Linked DNA regions of Anser cygnoides: regions 1 and 2 are each linked to region 3. A link is a contact called in public Hi-C data. All regions are on one chromosome and are shown on one strand. Each heading gives the region's core, a stretch centred on a gene start, on an enhancer-like site or on the middle of the called end of the contact. The rest is flanking DNA. Distances are from core to core; before and after follow the strand shown.

The links. Hi-C and Micro-C count contacts between places; a contact is called where the count stands out from the background.
Region 1: a contact with region 3 is called in a Hi-C map of liver, with 20 times the contacts expected there. The contact joins two enhancer-like sites. A contact is called at or near these places in 2 of 7 Hi-C or Micro-C datasets (both in liver).
Region 2: a Hi-C map of liver shows a contact between it and region 3, with 17 times the contacts expected there. The contact joins two enhancer-like sites. A contact is called at or near these places in 2 of 7 Hi-C or Micro-C datasets (both in liver).

What each region holds. Positions count from the first base shown.
Region 1 is chr2:140,007,718-140,012,315 of Taihu_goose_T2T_genome, forward strand. The region is part of intron 4 of CPQ (carboxypeptidase Q); the gene reads left to right. Among named protein-coding and RNA genes, the nearest start is that of CPQ, 91 kb to the left of the region's middle. Within about 2 kb of position 3,029, at least 1 of the 3 cell types and tissues checked has open chromatin away from gene starts, as enhancers often do. A contact at or near this core is called in liver, where this site is marked.
Region 2 is chr2:140,036,524-140,040,963 of Taihu_goose_T2T_genome, forward strand. The region is part of intron 6 of CPQ (carboxypeptidase Q); the gene reads left to right. Among named protein-coding and RNA genes, the nearest start is that of CPQ, 120 kb to the left of the region's middle. Within about 2 kb of position 1,423, at least 1 of the 3 cell types and tissues checked has open chromatin away from gene starts, as enhancers often do. A contact at or near this core is called in liver, where this site is marked.
Region 3 is chr2:140,172,761-140,177,027 of Taihu_goose_T2T_genome, forward strand. No RefSeq gene overlaps it. Among named protein-coding and RNA genes, the nearest start is that of MTDH, 36 kb to the right of the region's middle. Within about 2 kb of position 1,746, at least 1 of the 3 cell types and tissues checked has open chromatin away from gene starts, as enhancers often do. A contact at or near this core is called in liver, where this site is marked.

The DNA of each region.
Region 1 (4,598 bases), core at 1,779-4,278, 160 kb before region 3:
CTTGAGAAGTTTCCTTCTAGTGGCTGCAGTGCCTCTGTTTTGGAAGAGCTGAGTTGGATTCCAGATGGGGAGATCAAGCCAGACAAATTTGCTGCAGTCTTTTAAGCAGATAGGATTAAAAGTGCTGATTTGTTTAGATTTAGGAAGGCCTTTGATGGAAAAGACAACAGACTGATTTACAGAATGTTACTGGATGATACAAATAAATATCTATCATAAATATTTTAAAACTTAAGGAATGTTGGCTTGTGTAAAGGAATGTGATTCTGCCTGGACATGAAGTACTGAGCAGGAATGGTAGATAATTCTTTAATTTGTCATTTGTTTTGCTGCTTGATTTGAAAGGGTGAGTTGAGGTTTGGAGTAGAATAGTGAAGAAAATGGGTCAGGGTAAAAGACCTAATTACACACCAAAATTTCACTCCATTAAGATGACAGATTTTTATTTTTTTTCTTCTAAAAATGCAGAAGAGAATACAGTCTGCACACGAAGAATTACTTTGAAAGAGGGAGGTGACTGTGGACAGTGCTACCAGTTTTGCTATGTGGGTAAACTGTAGAAAAACATACTGCTTGGTGTCGCCATTTTCCAGACCGCATTTGAAAGTGCTTCTATAGATGATGCTAATACATTCTAGGACTGAGAGCCATGCCAGATTTACTATGTGAGTTTGCAAATCGGTGTATGTGAAGACTTAGTTTAATCATAGTTTTGAAGGCAAGGTAACCATGCTGGGCTTAAATTTAGGACTGCCAGCTGTTTTATTTGTCCATTAGGTATGTGATATGCTGTCTTCCTCTTTTCCCTTGTTCTCTCTCTGTTGTTAACACAGTGAAATGAAGAAAATCTTCAGATTCTTATAAACTGAAGCGATCTGGCAGTTCATAGTTGTTATACTGCCCAAATGGGCAGATTACTCAAGATGTACTCACTATACTTAGGAGCACAGGACTATATTACATAGTGGATTCCTCTGTCTGAGAAGTTGGGATTAAGCATTTTTAAGTCGTGGTTTACTTAGTGTCAGAAATTTTGTTTTAGTCTGGGGAAAACAGAAAATAGTGAAGTGAGAGAATGTTTGTATGTGTGAAGAGTAACAAATGTCTGGGGAAGGAGAGAATTTATAGGCAATTTTTGGATTGGATTGAATTTAGAATACTAATTGTTAACTGATTTCTGCCTTCCATTAATTTTAGTCCAAATATGGATCAACTATATGTGGTGTTCATATGTGTAGGTTATGTATTGTACAAATACCCCATGCACTGAAAGGAGGTGATTCCTGCCGATAAAATATCCAGTCAAATAGTGTAAGACCTTATTGTGCTACACAGAGCTAATGATGGTCCTATTTAGAAGCAAACTGAAGAAGAAAGAACCACAAAAAAAATTAATAAAAATGCTTCTCATGAGTTTCCAGGTAATTCATCAACTGGGTTGGAACACCATAGACTGCCTGAGCAAACAACTAAATGGTGGCCATAGTTGGCTGAAAAAGTAGACAAGCAGTTGAAAAGAACTTAAGTTACAGTCTAGACTGCTTCACTGTTTTAGTTTGAACTTCAGGCATACAGGCAGTTGGAGTTTGAATGTGTCTTGGCTAAAGATGTTTGATAAAGGTCCTACTTTATTAAAGGTCCTAGGACATTAACCTCTCTCCATGAAGTCTTCTTCACCCATGAAGGGCAAAGATGAATGATGGCTTCATTACTCTTCCATTACCATCTATCTACCTGAGTGGCATGAAATAACATTGAATGCTGGCTTTTACAACTTGATGCAAATATTATTCTAGATTGGATTCCATGACTGAAAATGTTTCCTAACATTTATCATTTATCATCTCTAATGTTGCATAGAAAGAAGCCTTTGCTTCGTACCTGTAGAGGAGCAAGTGAGTGTACGGAGACTTAACTAGAAGTGAAATGGACTTTTCCTAAAACACCCTCTAACCAAGCAGAACTTAGTTCATCTACATTTTATGGAGTCATTATGTGACAAATTGAATAAGCATGTGTGAATACATATGGAATGGAAGATTAATTTTAGTGGCAAAAACCATCATGCTTAAAAGGATAACCCTGTGACATGTGCAGAAGTGTGTGAAGGGGTGGTTCCTCTTTCTGATCTTATTTTTAAAACATAAAATACAAAAATACATAGTTTTATAAATATATAAAAAATAATTTAAATTTTAAAACATTTTAATATGCTTGATTGAAATGCTGGGCATGACTTAAAAGCAACCAATCATCATCATAATGTTAGTGCAGATGAAAATAGAATAATTCATCTTCTATTTGAAATGTTACCTGAAGTTTCACTTCTCCTATTGCATCGTATCAGGACTGTGTCTATGGTCTTATTTTTCTAGCTGTGTCACTGCAGGAATGCCAAATCTGAAGTTGTCATGTGGCACGTAAGCTATCTTATCTTAATGTGTTTTTGGTCCATTTGTCAAATGTGTTTTGCTGTATTTTTGCTGTCTTATACAAATGCTTGTGGTTTCTCTGTATATTTAGAACAAATACTTATACTTACATATACTTCCTTAAATTGCTTTGCAGTGATTACATTCTGTTGGCATGTGCTGACATTTTATATGGGTGTTTTGTGCAAATGTAAGTCATTAGCCTGTGTGCAGATTTGGAGGTGAGAGCCACGTAACAGATTTGAAAGCAATGTTAAAAATATAACAATCATATTTCCTTGTTCACTGAAACTGCCCTTCTTGCTATCCCACATGTACATACAATTATAATATTGTCTTAAATAATATGGTGGTTTAGCATGAATTTCATGAATATTTCCATTCATTGTCCCAAATATATTTTATCTCCCTAAAGACCAAGATAAACACAGTGTTAGTGTTTTTGTTGTTTTGTGATAGTGTCTTATTTTAAGAATGTCTATGGCTAGCTATCAGCCAGATCACTGAAACTTTCATTTTAGTAGGTGCTGCAGAAACATGATCGTTAAAAAAACAACAGTTCAGCAAAAGCTTTCACACAGAAGTACATTGGTTGTATTTATGTAATTGCTCTTGGCGTCCATTTAAGTCACTTTAAGTAAAAGTTCACCCGTAAAATTATCTAACTTTCTCAATCTACTTGAACCTTGATCTGTTTTGGTGTAATGTTCTGGAGCTGGTAAAGATGCTTTGTGATTGGAGTCTGTAATCCCAAACAGGATTACACCACCTTCTTCTGATTCAAAATTTCCTGCTGTTGCAATATGTGTTGTTCACAGAAATAAGGAGTAGTTCCCTATCAGACACTCATGTTGAGGTTGTTGCCAGGGAACAGCATTAGTGCCGTCTTCTTTCACTGCTAAAGTCAAGGCATTGTTTCTATTGTAAACTTGGTTCTCAATGAGTTTATAAACTTGATGTAAATAGTTCACTTCAGCTTCAAGTTGCATTTCCCAGGAGAGTGAATAGTTATCTTTCTAAAACCAATTTTTGCTCTAAGTAAACAAACCACATGGCAATGTTTAAGTTGTGGAATAGACATCTTTTATACTGCAATTATCCTTTCACTCAAAACCTTCTCTTCTCCTTTTTCTTTTCTTTTCTTTTCTTTCTTTTCTTTTCTTTTCTTTTCTTTTCTTTTCTTTTCTTTTCTTTTCTTTTCTTTTCTTTTCTTTTCTTTTCTTTTCTTTTCTTTTCTTTTCTTTTCTTTTCTTTTCTTTTTTCTTTTCTTTTCTTTTCTTTTCTTTTCTTTTCTTTTCTTTTCTTTTCTTTTCTTTTCTTTTCTTTTCTTTTCTTTTCTTTTCTCTTTTCTTTTCTTTTCTTTTCTTTTCTCTTTTCTTTTCTTTTCTTTTCTTTTCTTTTCTTTTCTTTTCTTTTCTTTTCTTTTCTTTTCTTTTCTTTTCTTTTCTTTTCTTTTCTCTTCTTTTCTTTTCTTCTCTTCTCTTCTCTTCTCTTCTCTTCTCTTCTCTTCTCTTCTCTTCTCTTCTCTTCTCTTCTCTTCTCTTCTCTTCTCTTCTCTTCTCTTCTCTTCTCTTCTCTTCTCTTCTCTTCTCTTCTCTTCTCTTCTCTTCTCTTCTCTTTTCTCTCTCTTTCTTTCTTTTCAGAGGACAACAGAGTCTGCAGCAGTTGGCTGCAGAATGCAGCGTTCTTTGAGATCTGTCCTCCATGCATGTGTTGCAGTGGGGCTGCAGGTGTCACAAGCTCTCGAAGCATGGTTCATACCAGTGCTAGTGTGTGTGTGTGTGTGTGTGCTCTCAGTCCTCCTGTATAAGAAAACAAAAAGACCAATGAGTAACATAGTAAGCATAGCTGTTTTGCTTTCATTTCAGAAAGGTTTCTACCTTAAAAGCTGGCATGGCTTTTTTTAGATTATCTGGTTTGAAGCTATGTTGCTATTGTGGCAGTGGCTGGCTACAGAGTAAAAACTTCTGCAGTGAAGTGTGCCTGAAAGTCCTGCTGTTTGCAGGCTTTCACTTGCGGTCTGGGGAGGATCATGGCACTACACTGGAGGAATACCTCCTGAGTAAATCTGAAGCTTTTGCAGAGGATCCTGCAGTTGAAATTCAAGCATGTTTGCAGGAGCAGAGGTTTTGGAATAAAGGCTGCAACCTGTCTGTCTACTACCAA
Region 2 (4,440 bases), core at 173-2,672, 140 kb before region 3:
AGTTAACAGCCAGTAGCATCCTTGATTGTATTCACCACAGGAAAGCTAATATAATTATACAATTATATTTTATACCAGTTCTAGGTCAGCAGGATTTCATAATTCTTAATATAGAAGTGTCATGCTGCTACTGAAAACTGCAGAGAAAATCAGATTTTGCTAAAACACAAAGAATTGTTGATTCCTTACCTTGCCTGAAGCAGGGAGGACACAGAATCAGTCATGGCAGCGTGTCTCTTGGCTGCCTGATCTTGGTTCCACCTGAGCAAATTTTGTACATGTCCAGTGTTCAGCAAACTTCTGTCTTTGTATGTTTTCTCCCTTTTCTTTCCCTCATAGAAGTAGCAGAGCTGCCGTCTGAAACTTCAGAATTGGTGGGGTGTCTGCCTGTACTGTCCAGAAGGAAACATTAGGCTCCTTGTATTACATCAGGTACACAAAATGAACAGCAAGCCAACAGATGAAGTCCGTAGACTTGTTTTAATATTTACTTAGTACAGTGCCTCCACAACTGTCACTTGCTTTGCCTTAAAAATGATGTTGCTCATCAAAGGATTGTTTAGGCCTTATGAGAGCAATAATTCAGTAATTAAATGTATATAACAACTAATTTTAAACAGTGTAGAGAGAGAGAATCATATATACACATACATACACACACACATACATGCCTACTAAGTCTTTATTATCTGTAAGCTTCATCTGTGAAGCTAGCCCCAGTATGTATGGGAATGGCCTCCAAGGCCAAACTGGCAATGTAGGTGTCCTTTCTCCTCCTCCAAGTGAACATTCAGTCCTTGGAGGAACCCCTTCTGCCAGTTCTGTCATTGTTCAAGGCTGACTGGAGTTCTTAAAGAGAGACCTCTTTTGAGGATAGCTGTTCCTCTGTCTTCATATTCCAGACCAACCACAGGTCGTCAGTACTTTGGGACGTTGTGCTGTAGGAAAGCTGGGATCCTTCTATCCAAACTCCCCGCAGCTGTGCAGGACACAGAAAACCGTCACCTCCTGTTGGCTCACCATGATGAACTTTCTCCTCAGTGACCTCTCTTCTTTTTAACATTTCACCTCTTATCTAGATCAGAACCTAAAAGCATTCTGTGTAAAAACAAGAAACATTAAAGATCTGCATGCTGTGCTAACTTCTAAGGTGTTGCTGATGTATTTTAATCAATCTGTTCTTGAAAGTTACACAAGTAGTCATTTGCTTGCTGAAAATGCATACATCAGGAAAAATCATCTTTGATTTAAACCACAACCCTTAATTACAAGATACTGGCAGTGTTGCCTGTTTTAAATGAAAACCTGAAACTTTTCAAAAAGGGATCAGTCATTCAGAGTCACAGGGAGTGTGTGACACCCCTGTATTTGAACAGTAAAAGGCTTTAAGTTATGGTATGTTTTCCAGGAAGAGCGCTTCTCTTTGACATGCCTCTTTGTCAAAGAAAAAAAAAGTCTGAAGACAAGGCTACAGGTAATCTGGTGCGTACCTTGCGTGGCGTGCTGCTGTCTTCAGAGCTGCCTACTTTTTCTTGTATATCATCCCTGGGAACTCACAGTCCTGAATGGTGATCTCTGTGACTGCTGGCAAGTGGTTGCAGAGGAAACAGCAGCGGTATTGTACAGGGCAAGACGTGCTAGTAGCATGTTTGTAGTGAGTGAAATGCTAATAAGTACATGACCAAATGCTGCTCCAAGCCTGTTGAAGTTACTGGGGCTTTTGTTGTTGGCTTCTCAGAGGTCACTGCCCTGTAACTCTAAAACTAGAGAACAACCCATAAAATCCTCGGACTGTTTTTCTGGACAGCTTTCCCACAAAGTGGGGCAGGAAAAGCATGGGTCATGTTCGTACCTTATCATCTATCAAAAGTGGTGCTAATCTTCATCCTTACAGCAGCTTTCTCCCATAGAAAGACATGGTGATTTACAAAGATTTCTAACTCTCAGTGTTCCCGATTTTCCCTGTCCTCATTCAAAAAGGGTCTGAGCTGTATGATTGTGCTCATAGCTGTGTTTATTACGTGTGGATGCTGGCGCATCTCTGCTCCCTAACAGCTGGTCTGCTTTTTCCTGTATTTTTATTTATGCTGTTGGCTTCATTAAACAATCTTGATCCTAAACAGCAACTCAAAAATGCACTACACCATGTTTATGTTATTAAATCCTTACGAATATTATCTGTTGTTTTTTTTTTTTTCTTCTTTTCCAGCTGTCACATCCACTTAGGTGTTTACAGTGTTTTCTCTTGACTTTCTCATTGTCCAAGTTGTCAGCCTAACAAACTTGGGTGTCGATTTAAACACACTTCTAAGTAATGCAAGCGGGACGGCTGTCGTTGCACCATAAGTTTTACATCATGGTCGTTGCCTTGCTATATTTGGCTTCAAACTGCTGTGAGTCAAATACTGGAATACATGTGTTGGTGTTTCCTAAGGTGTAAATCAATAACAGAAAGCTGAAAATGCACTGTCAGATTAACTGATGTCTCTTATTACTGGAACAAATTAACCATTAGTCAAGGACAGTGCTCTGCCATTGAAGACTTCAGGATTTTTTCTGTAAAGTGATGATTTTTCTCAGTGGAATTAAAAATAAAACCAGCAATGGGGACAAGTTATAACACTCTGTTTTAAATAGCCCCAAATTACCAAAGGCTTTTAGATAGCTGTTCCCTCCCTTATCCTTACAGATATCTCACTGCTTTAGCTGGGTAGGAGGAATTGCCATCAGTGACTCAGGTTAGTCATGAGATGTTGGAGTCTAGTTTTAACATCTGGTAAGAATTATGGGGATTTTGAGGGAATGAGTAGCTACCTGTATGACTGGCATTCCCAGCATCAACTGTAGATGGTACGTATTTCTCACCAACAGAAGTACCAGTAATTGTTTGTCATGTGTATAGCAAGGTGTTTTTTTCATAATTGAAAGGATCTTACTGCAGTTTCATGTTTTCACGTGTTTACCTTAGAGATGAGAAACACCTATGTTTTGGTTTTGCTTGACAGATAAAAAAAAATCATTTTATAGCTAAAACAGAAATTAAAGAAAATAAAAAATAGGATAAGTATAGGCAAGGATATATGCCTTTTTGCATATTCAATAAAAATAGCAACCTGTAAAAAGCCAATTTTCCTGTGCAATATTTACTGTAATGTTTCATTTAGATATTTAGTCAAGGAGCTAAACACGATAAGATAAAGAGAAGTGACCTATTCTGTGACCAAGTCAGAAGAAGATAAAGAATAAAAGTCTGGTTTGAAGTTCAGAGAATTAGGTAGCAGGTTACGCCACTGAGATACAATTTTCTGGTATGTGCCAAGAGAAGTGGCAAAGTACCAGGATGCAGAAAATGGGATTACTCTCTGAAAAAAAAAAAAAAATGTGTACTGAGTTTAAAATGCTTGTTTAAATGATGCATTCAGTATGGGGAAAAATGAAAGAAACAGCTGAGCCTACAGTTATGTTATAAAATCTTCCTGTTTTGTTCTCCTGTTCCCTTGAATTAGCCAAGGGAGCACTGTACTGTCGCAGCCTGCTTTGATAAGTGCCAGTTATCCCTGCACCGTAAAGCGCAAAGGACAAAAGATGCATCTTCCCTGTAGCATATTTCTCAGTGTGTATTTCTTTCTGTATAAGTAGAAATGCTAATACACATACACAAAAGCAGGTATAGTGAAAGCAACTCCCCCCCCCCCTTTTTTTTAAAATTGCAATACCCTACTTTCATACTTGACAGTGAATAGATTTAAAATTAATCCTATCTTCCAGTAGACAAAATAGGGAAAAAACTTTCTCAAGGACACATGGTACTTCAAGTAGTTGTGACCTGTTTCTTTTCTGTCCCCTAATGAGTCAAGTTTCTTTCCCAAGAGCATTTTGTTTTCGTGTCACTCCCGCACGTTCTAAGAATTGAACAGCTTTCTTCCAGAGCAAGAATATGGTGTAACGTATCGTGGGTGGTTTGCTTTCTCGGTTTCATATTAAAAACACATGTGAACATTTATATGAGAAAGAAAACTATCGAAGACTACAGTAATAATACTAGCAGATTATGAAGTCTTGCTATTCAGATTTATTACACAAAGATGGTTTACATTCTGAAGTATTCTTTCTGTTGTACCTGCAATTTTTTAACATCATTTGTCCCATTTACAATACAGTGTGTTTTTCTTGGCCAGCTTCTCTCCCACCACATCGAAAGAGCCAGCGAATCACGATTTCATGTTGAGACTCATGACCTGTAGTACTGCATTTGGTGGTAGGCTTAGATGTATCCTAATTCCTTACACGTACTCTTTGAAAAAATTTAGGGTTTTTTTCATTGTATAATAATGGTGATTGCCAATTTGGTGGCAGTGTTAGTTATTTTCACCTTGATTTCAAGTAGTTAGATGGGTGGGTAGATAGATTGGTTATTTTAAGTTATTAGAACATTGATGG
Region 3 (4,267 bases), core at 496-2,995:
TTCCCTTTATCTTAAGAGCTGGACGTTTATTGCTCCCTTCCATCTCCTATGTTTTAGCAAATTATTTATCCATTCTGTAACCTTTCCTTTTATCCCAATGGAAACAAAAATAGAGTGAAGGGATAGCAGAGTTAAGTAAAAAAATATACATCTCTTGAGGAAAAATACATGAGGGAAAAGTAGAAAGAAAGAAGTGCCAGGAAAGAAGAAAGCTCTTTAAACAGCCTGTGAAAGTTGCTGTTTGTCTTCTTCCACTTAAACACATAAAACAAAAAACCTTCCTTTGTCTAAACTGCTTGTATCCAATTCAGTTCAATTGGGAATAAAACGTTACTGTTCTGAGGATGTGGAGAGAAATTGAGTACAACAGAGAACACATTATTTTCTTTGAAGACTGTCTTCATCAGCCCTTACTTGAAAAAATAAAGGAGAAAACCATAGAGAATAAACAAGCAGCCTAGAAAAATCTATATATTAAAGAAACAAGTACTTCTCAAGAGGTTCTTCCAATATTAAAATCTCTTCACCCAAGAGCCATGAAGAATCTTTCATTTCCAAGACTGACACTGACTCTGAGTGAGCAGCCAATACACAATAAAATGGGAAAAGACACACTTGTCAGCTTCCCAGAAGCTGACATCAAGAACAGTGTTTCTGAATCACAGTCCACAGAGCCTGAAATTCAAGGAGCAATTAAAGAGTTTAAAGATGTAGCAGAAGAACTAGCAGATGAAAAGCAGAATGTTGCACTGCTGAAATAAATACAGGGGTTTTTTTTTGTTTGTTTGTTTTTTGTTTTTTGTTTTGTTTTGTTTATTTGTTCATTTTTTTCTCTAGAATTGTAGAAAAGTTCTTCTTGACTTCCGGTCACTGCCATAGTAACAAATTGGAATGAACTTAAGGTCATATTATAGAAAATAGGTATAACTAATTATATTCAAATAGCTTTAGAACAGTGGGACAAAAATAAAAAATAATAAATAAACAAACAAGCAAACAAACTGTCCAGAAAGGATAGATGGGAAGAGGAATATCTGTAGTACCTATGGGATGATAAGTTACATACTGCAGCAGAGGTGAAATTATCCCCTCTGACAGACAGTTTGTGTCTATACAGTCAAGACTATAATGATTATATGTCCAGTTTTTCGTAAGTATGTAGGTATAATCATCTTTCCTTTCTTTCCTGAATGAGATGTAATGGTTAGTTGTGGCTGACATTTTTCTCAGCCCCTCCAGTAGGTATATCAAGGCGATTGGCATTGTGGTTGTTTGGGACCTGTGCCTGCTCTTCGGTTCTTCACGGGATAAGGAGCTGTGACAACTGTTACAGAGATCTCCAACTCACACTGCAAGTCAAAGACAAAGGATGCACAACTAAGCTCAGGAAAATAAATCCATGCTCTTATGACTCATTCAAAATCTGTCGTCTAGTGACTCTCCCATCCAAACCTGGTGTACTTGCACACTGAATACCAGCCCACACTCTGTTAGTAACTGATACACACCAGCTACTTCACATAACCATTTCTGAATTATTGTCATCTGATATGGTCAATGTGGAGATGAGAATAAAGTAAACGACTATTACTCAAAGTTTCCCTAGACTGAAGTTAAAGAAACCCAAGTTGTACAAATTCAATAACAAGTGTACACAGTCTTGGAGTCATGCACATATACATACAGAGTAACTAATTACCAAGCTTGATATCTACATTAATAATTTCTTGCATATGCTGTCCACACTTGTAACATGCCAGAAGTTTTATAGAATGTGTATATAACCAATAATTTATATATTTAATGTGAGTGTACTCCTACTGCTGAAGGGCTGTGATCTTCTGGGCAGAACAAGCAAAGTAGTTTTTGTGTCTGCCTTAAGGACAAGCCAGCAGTATCTCATTAAAACATTCAAATACCACTAGGATAAGCAAGAAAAGAGGGAGATCACCACAGGTTTCTACACATAAAACCATCATTTATACCTGAATCCCAAAACCTGACTCCTGGTAGTATCAAGAATGAGGACAGCAAAGAAAACAAGATTCAGAAGGTGGCAGGGCTTCCTAGGAAGGCATGGCCCCATCCTGATGGACAGGATCCCAGGTAAGGTTTACATTTCAGATCAAGGGTAGCTCAAAAGGTAAGCAAATATTGCTCTGAACACTGAATGCTTACATGTGAAAACAGATCAAAATCTCAGGATTCTAGGTGAAAGATAACGAGTAAATAGTATTTGATATATTTAAATTGTGTTGTTTTCTGCATGTGACCTTTGTATCCAAGCTTACAACTAAAATCCGATCTCAGGTCTACCTAATACAGCTTATATTTGCTTTACTATTGCGCTTGTCTAGTGATGAAAGCAAGAAGATAGAAAAAAAAAATACCCCATCTCCCTGGAGGCAGTGGATGCAAAGAAGTGTATATAAACAGCCTCACTAACTTGTACCGAGAAATATGCTGAGGAAAGAGGTGGAATTGAGTGTTTTCTACAAGGCTGTACTGCCAGGTGCTGAGCTGTGGGAAGACAGAAGCTAGTGTTCATTATACAAGGCAGAGATGTTGATGGATACTCCATGGCTCAAGGCTATCTATAATCCCAGGGTAACACAAAACCTGCAAGTCATCTGAAACGAACAAAATTGGTAGTCCCTCTGGTATCATTGACTGCAGAGTATGCAAGGCAGTCATAAGACGTCTCTTAGATGTGCTTCTGGAAAGGAATACTGAGGAAAAATGAAAGAAATTTGTGCCAAGAAAAATAATTTCTTTATATCATAGATACATAATCCAAGGCATGCCATGAAAGAAATTCTCTCTGGCTAGAAGGCAACTAAACATTATTTTCTGTGGTCGAACAGCATTATTGTAGACTAAATAGTGAAGCTGATGTTTGAAGAGTCTGAACTGAAAGAAGCAACAAACTTCCCCTCACCCCCCGCCTCCCGGGGTTTGTTTGCTTTTAAAATCAGTGATAGATTTGATAGAATCTGATGGTATCAAAGAACTGCTTAGCAGTAGGATATCTTTTCCTCTCTAACTACAAAGAGGCATAACTTACAAGAGAATTTGTATATTCTAGGCATGCACATATTAATGAACAGATATGCAGACTCAGAACCTCCAGATACCTTTTTGCAATTTAATCTTGCTGACTTGGAATGGTTCAAAGAAAGAAAAAGTTTTCTTTCGTAACCATTACTTTGTACTTGCACAGAATAAACAGGTGCAATATTGACATGACAAACTAGAAAGCAGGTGTTTTAATTAAAGCAGCCATAGGAAGGATCATTTGCAACATCTCTACAACCACAACTAAGTGATCTCAGTGTCTTGGTGTTAATGGAGCTCATTTAGGAGGCATCAGAACATTTAGAAAATACTGCAAGTCAATTGTTTTCTATCTCCTAGCTTGTAGGTCTACCACAGAATATTCACTCCACCTCCAGCATAGCTTGAGTCAACATTAGAAAGTCCCCTGCGTTGTAGCTATAGAGTTAATTGGCTTCATTCGCATTCGGTAGTTATTTATTATGCAAAGATGTGGACATTAAGAAGACTTCGCCATGGCAGTTAGTCAGTGTATAAGCTTCACAGAGGCTCCTTACACACTGAAGAAGTTCACCCTTAAGATGCAGGTCCCTGGAGGCATTCCAGCCCCATGTCAGGGATGCAGTCCACAAACCAGCATGATGTTCACAGCAGGTCATCTGGAAGGCCCCTCAGTGACAGTCTTTGGTTGTCAGGGCTCTCTCTAGACATGGTAGCAATAGGAAGAGAGGACAACCTAGTTGTGAGGACCTCACAGAAGGATTGCAGCTGCTCCTTACAACTCCAAGCATGGCTAAAGGTGGTGTGAGGAGCTGGACTTCTGTCTGCCAGAAAACAGGCAAGCAGGTGAGCTGTTCTGGAAGGACTGGACCAGAGATGGATATAAACTACAACCAAAAAGAAAAATGGTTGTTACTCTAATGCTTTGTTTCAAAGAGTGAGAGACTTTCTCCAACTGCATTTTTTCTCAAGTATTCACTCTTTTTGTTGGTCCCAATCCAAGCTGTAGTAAACAGGCTTCTGTGCCACAAAACCACCACCACTAATAAAACCCCACTGAAAAATGTCAGCATGGACAAGCTTTGAATTATCACAAAGACTGAAATAATAACACATTCTGAACATTGCATTTCTATTAAATAACTAATTCTGACAATACCAGTGAAAGAGAAATGACTATGGAAGAAATCTTGTAAGATTTACTCAAAAGCAG